Regions from separate parts of the Mus musculus genome. Here region 1 is linked to region 2. The links are chromatin contacts, called in public HiChIP or PLAC-seq maps. All regions are on one chromosome and are shown on one strand. The core of a region is the stretch at or near the end of the contact, and the rest is flanking DNA. Distances in the headings are between cores, read along the strand shown. Region 1 has its middle 63 kb from the start of Gm29685. Region 2 has its middle 12 kb from the start of Gm29685.

Evidence for each region. HiChIP or PLAC-seq counts read pairs in DNA pulled down with a chosen protein or histone mark.
Region 1: a contact with region 2 is called in an H3K4me3 HiChIP or PLAC-seq map of intestinal villus epithelium, with 5 read pairs. The contact joins two enhancer-like sites. A contact is called at or near these places in 1 of 484 Hi-C or Micro-C datasets (the N1E-115 cell line) and 1 of 115 datasets of contacts at active chromatin or transcription factors (intestinal villus epithelium).

What each region holds. Positions count from the first base shown.
Region 1 is chr10:108,008,452-108,011,610 of GRCm38.p6, forward strand. No RefSeq gene overlaps it. Among named protein-coding and RNA genes, the nearest start is that of Gm29685, 63 kb to the left of the region's middle. Within about 2 kb of position 1,855, at least 8 of the 459 cell types and tissues checked have an H3K27ac peak or open chromatin away from gene starts, as enhancers often do. A contact at or near this core is called in intestinal villus epithelium, where this site is marked.
Region 2 is chr10:107,932,989-107,936,058 of GRCm38.p6, forward strand. No RefSeq gene overlaps it. Among named protein-coding and RNA genes, the nearest start is that of Gm29685, 12 kb to the right of the region's middle. Within about 2 kb of position 1,318, at least 32 of the 459 cell types and tissues checked have an H3K27ac peak or open chromatin away from gene starts, as enhancers often do. A contact at or near this core is called in intestinal villus epithelium, where this site is marked.

The DNA.
Region 1 (3,159 bases), core at 605-3,104, 76 kb after region 2:
CTTGCTCACCAAATTTACTGGTGTGTTGTGTTGTTGTGTTGTGTTTTGTTGTGTTTTGTTTTGTTTTGTTTTGTTTTTCAAATCTTTCTCTTCCCTGCTTTCTAGCTTGAGCCCAGCATACATTTCCTTACCTTTTTGTGTTTTGGCTCTTTTGAAACCTCAAAATAGATTTCTGTATTTTTCTACTTAGTGAATACTCACTCGTGAGGGACTGTATTAATAAACACCAGAGTAGGCTGCTTAAAAGGGAGGAGACTCGTGAGCTTGCCTGTTTCTCAGGTGGCATCCTTGCTCGTCTGCTTCCAGCCATGAGATGTAGTAAGAACAAAAGCCTCACTTAAATCTTCACAGATTCTGACATCATACTCTTAGATTCCCCAACCTCCAGAAGAAGGTGTAAAAGCCATTTCTATGCTTTGTAAATTACCCAGCTACCTGAATTCTGTTATAGTTACAGAAAACAAACTAAGACAGCTCCATTGGTTAAAGACCAGTCTTAGCAGAAATTGGAAGGATACATTCACACCATTCACAGGAGGAACGACGGGAACAGCATTCACAGCAGGGGAATGGAATTTGCAGAATCAGAGGCAGGATGGGGAGGGGAGAGGCAGATGAACAAACAGCTGAGACAGGCTGTTTTGGATGACCAAGGTATGTTGTGTTGTGAGTTTATAAAGCCAAGGTAGATTATGACCAAACTGTTAATATCCTTGTAGATCACTAACATAGTAATTTCTTTTCTCAGATCTAAAGTCAATAGAAAAACACTTGAAGCATTTTAAGCCCTGGGTGTGTATGTATTATTCATTCTGACTACCAGCCTACAGTATGGGTAATATGAGCAATAATTTAACAGTAGCCCATGTGGCTGAACCTAGACCAATCACAAAATGTTAACAACCAGGATATAGGGTTCCAGCTTAAGGTAGGATGATGATGGTGATGTAGAGAAACTAATGGAGGATTGAAGAGGTATTACCAAGTAGAATTGTGGGGGCTGATTAGACTCCATCACAGGAGCAAGAGAGGAACAGGGCACCAATATTTCTGAAGTGGCTGACTCCATGAAAAAGGGGACATTTAGGACAACAACTGATTAAACTCAAAAAGACGAACAGCACAAACGAATCTATAATGAAGTGTGCAACTGCTGTATAATAATTTTGACTTTTTAAAGATGGTTGCTTTTTTAAAAAATAATTATTTTTCTAGATTTAGTTTCTATAATAAATCATCCTAGATTTAGATTCTAGAAGTAGAAAATGTAGGATGTTCTCATAAACTCAGTAGCAAGGCTACAATGGTGTTTTCACATGCCACATAGATTTTACATCTCTGACCATAGATCGTATCCTGGAACTTCATCTCGTATTATTTTCCAAAGCCAGCTGTGAGGCTCGAGTTTTAGTGGCCATCAGCTATGGATTTCCCAGTCCTGTTCTCCAACCATTTGATCTGACATCAAAACATCATACTCTCCTTCTTACTCCTGACAAATCCTTATCTGCTAGACTGAGACTACAACTTCTTTTTCAACACTATCATTCCTTTTTTGCCTCTAGTTGGAAACTCCCTGTCCACACTGCTTGCCAGGGCCATTCTTCCAGTGTCAAGAGCTTGTATTGTTTCTCATTCCAAGTCTCCCTGAAAGCCCTTGTCCTGTCTTAGTTAACTGATCATTCCCAAATGAAGCCTAGGATTTGATTAATGGCATTCCTCTGCTTTCTTAAGCTTACAACCGCGTTATCTTGAACGCTCCTATTTTCCATAATCACTGAATAAGGCTCTGTGCAGAATTGAAACTTCTTTTCTGTACTTCCGGGGCCAAAGAACAAGGGCGGATCCTGATTTTGTGAAGGTAAACGTCACTATTTGGTTTTCTTAGGTCTATAATGTAGTAGCAAAGGTTATCTTCTCCAGGACACTATGATTGACACTACCTGGATTTCCAGTTTGTGGTGATGATAAAAATATTTGCTGATACAGGTAAGATGTAAGATCAAAGTGTCCCATAATTCAGAACCAACATATCGGGACAACTCTTCTGATGATTCACCTGAATCTGCTAAAAGCTTTACATGAGTAAGAAATTAATGCATTTAATCATAACCTTTTAACAAAGCAAAACGTTATTTATTCTGACTGACATAGTCACCAAGTTTTACCTAATTGAAAATATGAGAGAGTGATTGTATCTGTCATTCCTGCCAGAAAACTGTAATCAATTCCAAAGACATAAATAAAGAATTAATTAGACTAATCATGACACGATGGAATAGAGACATCCACTGGGGGAAGACAACATTTCAATATAAAGTTATTGAAAGGTACCTAAGGTATACTGTTAGGAAAGGGGGCGCAGGGAAGCAAGGGAGCTACGTTTCAGTATAAGGTCATTGAAAGATATCCAACGTGTACTGTTCAGAAAGGGGAAGAAAGGGAGCAGGCAGGCCGACAGCAATCTTCACCTCTCCCTTTGTTCCCCCATTCTCATCCCTAGCACTGCAAAAGGGCACTTGCTGCAGCCTTCCCTTCTGCTGCCACCCACACATCTCCCATGGATCCCACACACCTTCCCCTCCTTACCTTCCTCCCCTCTAGTCATTTTATCCCAGCCTCCAACTCCAGCAGGCACTCTCTATGAACCAACAGGTCGTTCCTCTCAGGAAAGTAAGCAGTCTTTCTGCCGGTCTCCACCTCTCCCTCCATTTTTCTAGATCCAACCCCCCAGTCTCATCCCCAGCTGTACAGCAGAATCCAACCCCCTTCATAATAAAAGTTCAAAAGGATACAAGGCACATACCTAAACATAAAAAAGGCAATAACACAGCAAGCCAACAGCAAGTGTCAAATTACATTGAGAGACAGTCAAAGAAATTTCACTAAAATTAGGAACAAGACATACCTTTTCAATTTGGTATGTGAAGTCATAGCTAGAGCAATAAGACAATTGAAGGAGATCAAGTGGGTACAAACTGGAAGAGAAGAACTCCAAGTATCATTATTTCCAGATGACATGGAAGTATACATAAACTACCCTAAAAATCCCACTAGGGATTCCTACAACTGATAGACACTTTCAGCAAAGTGGCTAGATATAAAATTAAGCCAAATTCAGTAGCCCTCCTATATATTAATGATGAAAATGAGAATAAG
Region 2 (3,070 bases), core at 68-2,567:
ATATGCACATGTATGCATATACCAAGCCTGGGTGTGGAGGTCGGAGGACAACTTGTGGGAATCAGTTCTTTCCTCTACCCTGTGAGATCTGGGAATTGAATTCCAGGTCATCAGTCTTGGTAGCTCATGCCTTTATCCACTGACCAATCCCACAAAGGTTTGGGGTAAGGAATATAACTTGACTCTCTCTCTCTCTCTCTGGGGAATATGCATCCAAGGGGGAAAAGAGACCCAAAGGAAAACCAGAAGATAATACAAAAAACTAAACCACTTTACAAAAAGTGAGGAACTGAACCAGTGGGGGGGGGGGCTGGTGGGGACACTATGAAATACAGAAGATGACTTTATTAAATAGACAAAGGTCAAAGGGGTCTGATGTGAGCCCTGAGGTTTCCTATCTGAAACTTAATCATAGAGTCAAGCCCTTGACCTATTAGGAATAGAGGAAGAAATAACTCATTTGGAAGCCACCATAATGAATTCATAATGAATTCAGTTTTGGGAACATTTCTCTTTCAGGGAAATCAAGTCCTTACTATACTGCTAAGATACAATGGGGTACAAGAAGAAATGCAGAAAGGAGATTGCCCCCAAAGATTGTTTTAAAAAGCAATCATGAATGCCTACTCTAAACTCCTTTATCCAGATAGAATCCCAGTGCTAACTACATGACTCACTTGTAGATACAGTGCTGGCCATTCATGAGTTATGCCCTCCTGACCTCACCCAACACTCTCTTTCTTCATTCTAATGTTATTTTAGTCATGTCTCATAGCAACATTTTGGGCAACAACTGGCCACACATACAGTGACAATTCTGTAAGATTGTATCTGCTAATAGTGACGTCATAGCCATTCCATTTGTGGAAACACTGTGATGTTCACATAACAATGAATGCATTTCTTAGAATGCATGTAATTTTTAAGAAATGTCTTATTGTGTTTGTACCTTGTAATAGTGATAACAAAACCCTTTTGTAATATAATTGTGAAAGCATCAATTAATTCCAACTATAATATTTTCTACATAAACCTGAAGACACAGTGATTTTTAAGTATCACTAGTATTTCTAGAAAACCACTAGCTAGACATTAAGTTTTGTACGTATCATTTCATTTAATCATGGAAATCATAAAACAATGGTGTAAGGTCGTTCTACCATCATCCCATTTTGCAGATCAGGAAATTGCAACACAGTGAGGTTAATATTAACTTGTAATAGGGCAAACTTCTCATCACATTTAGAATGGTCTGACCTCAGAGTCAATGTCCCTAAACACTACACCTACTTCCTTTCTGCCCAGATTCCTCCTCTCATGACATCATTTCCCTCTAGATCATGCTCCATGTCCCAGGGCATGGAGAGGTAACTATTTCCTCATACTGAAGGAATGGGCACCTCCAGAGGTAGGACTTAGTGTCACGAAGCCAGCTGTCATCATCTAACTGAACTAAATCTTCTCTGAGTCCCTACACACCAAGGTAGACAAGTGACAGACAAATACCTGTCATTGGGTGACCTAGTTGCTTTTTACTTACTTGATGTCTATAACAGGAGAGAGAGAGGGAGGGAGAGAAAGGGGATGGGAGGAAGGAAGAAAAGGGGGAGAAAAAAGAGGAAGGAAGGAAGGAAGGAAGGAAGGAAGGAAGGAAGGAAGGAAGGAAGGAAGGAAGGAAGGAAGGAAGGATAGCTCTAAAGCCAGCTTTGCTTATGTGTTTCAGGTTTTTCTGGTATTTAATTTGCCTGCATCTAGCCAGCATCAAAAGCGCCCTTCAGTGTTGTTATTCTTTCCTCTGAAAACTAACTCAGGAAGCCATGCACAGAGGCTTCAACTCTGATTGAGAGGGGAGTACTTGGAGTCCAATGTTCCTGGAGAGTTAAAAGTCACATGCGTCTAGCTCCCGGCTGCACAAGCCTGCCCAGACTATCTTTGTTTCAAGAGTGCTATTACTCTTTCCCCTAGATGGGCCATTCCTCCCACCCCCAACCCTTAAAGACAGGACTATATTCTTTCTAGAATGTCTACTTTGAGACTTTAAAAAGAAACTAGGAGCAATGGAATATAAGTGAAGATGGTGACTTCCTCAGTAGTACAAAAAGGGGCGGGCAGTGGATGGTGTTTTGAGAGCAACCATGAAGTCATTTGCTGTGGGAAGAACAGCATCATACAGCTTTGACTTCTCTGTGCTTTAAATGTATACCAGGAAAAAAAGTGATCATGGAAATGGAGTTTGGGAGGAGACTGTTTAGTATCTGAACTTCTAGGCTAAATTCTGTAGTTTAGGAAGCCATTGAATTAGTGCCTTGTTCTTAGTCAAGATGTCACCTGTCATCAAAACATGAACAGAAGTCTGCATCAAAGGGATGTGTCCCTATAATAGCACCATGACTTCCATTTGTCAGTACTTCCATTTTCATTTAGTTTAACTGTTTTGAGATAACATCTCACTCTGTAGCCCAGGTTGGTAAGAAATTCAGTGTATAGTTCAAGCTGGCCTTAAACTGACGTCAATCTCCCTGCCTCAGGTTGGTAGTCACTGTGCCTGGCTTTGAGCACTTTAAAAAAAAAAAAAAAAACTATCACTACTAGGTCAAATAAGATACAGTCTTAATTTTCAATGTTTTTGAAAGGAGATGTGACTTTTTAAGAATATTCCATGCCAGTTATTCTTTGCAATAATTTTTATTGTCTATGAGGTATTCAGTAGAATGGACTTTATCTGACTCTACTTAATCATTCTATTATTGCTCCTTGCAGCCCACCCAACATTTCCTTATTATAAGTCATATCTCAAAATATCATTTCCCAACTGAAAGATGACCTTGTAATACAGTTTCAAAAATATTCTTTTTAAGGTCAAAGATTATGAATATCTTAATGAATATGGAAATTTTTTCCAGGGAATTTTTTTTACTAGTTTGTTTTATCAACTAATATGTAGGAGCAGGTCCATTCATTTAGTCATTTGGTAAATTCTTAATATGTGCCCATCATATACTAATGTGCCATGTCTGTCAGAGTTTAACAAACATCTAATGAGGAAGACACAGAAGCAAAAGTAAACAAC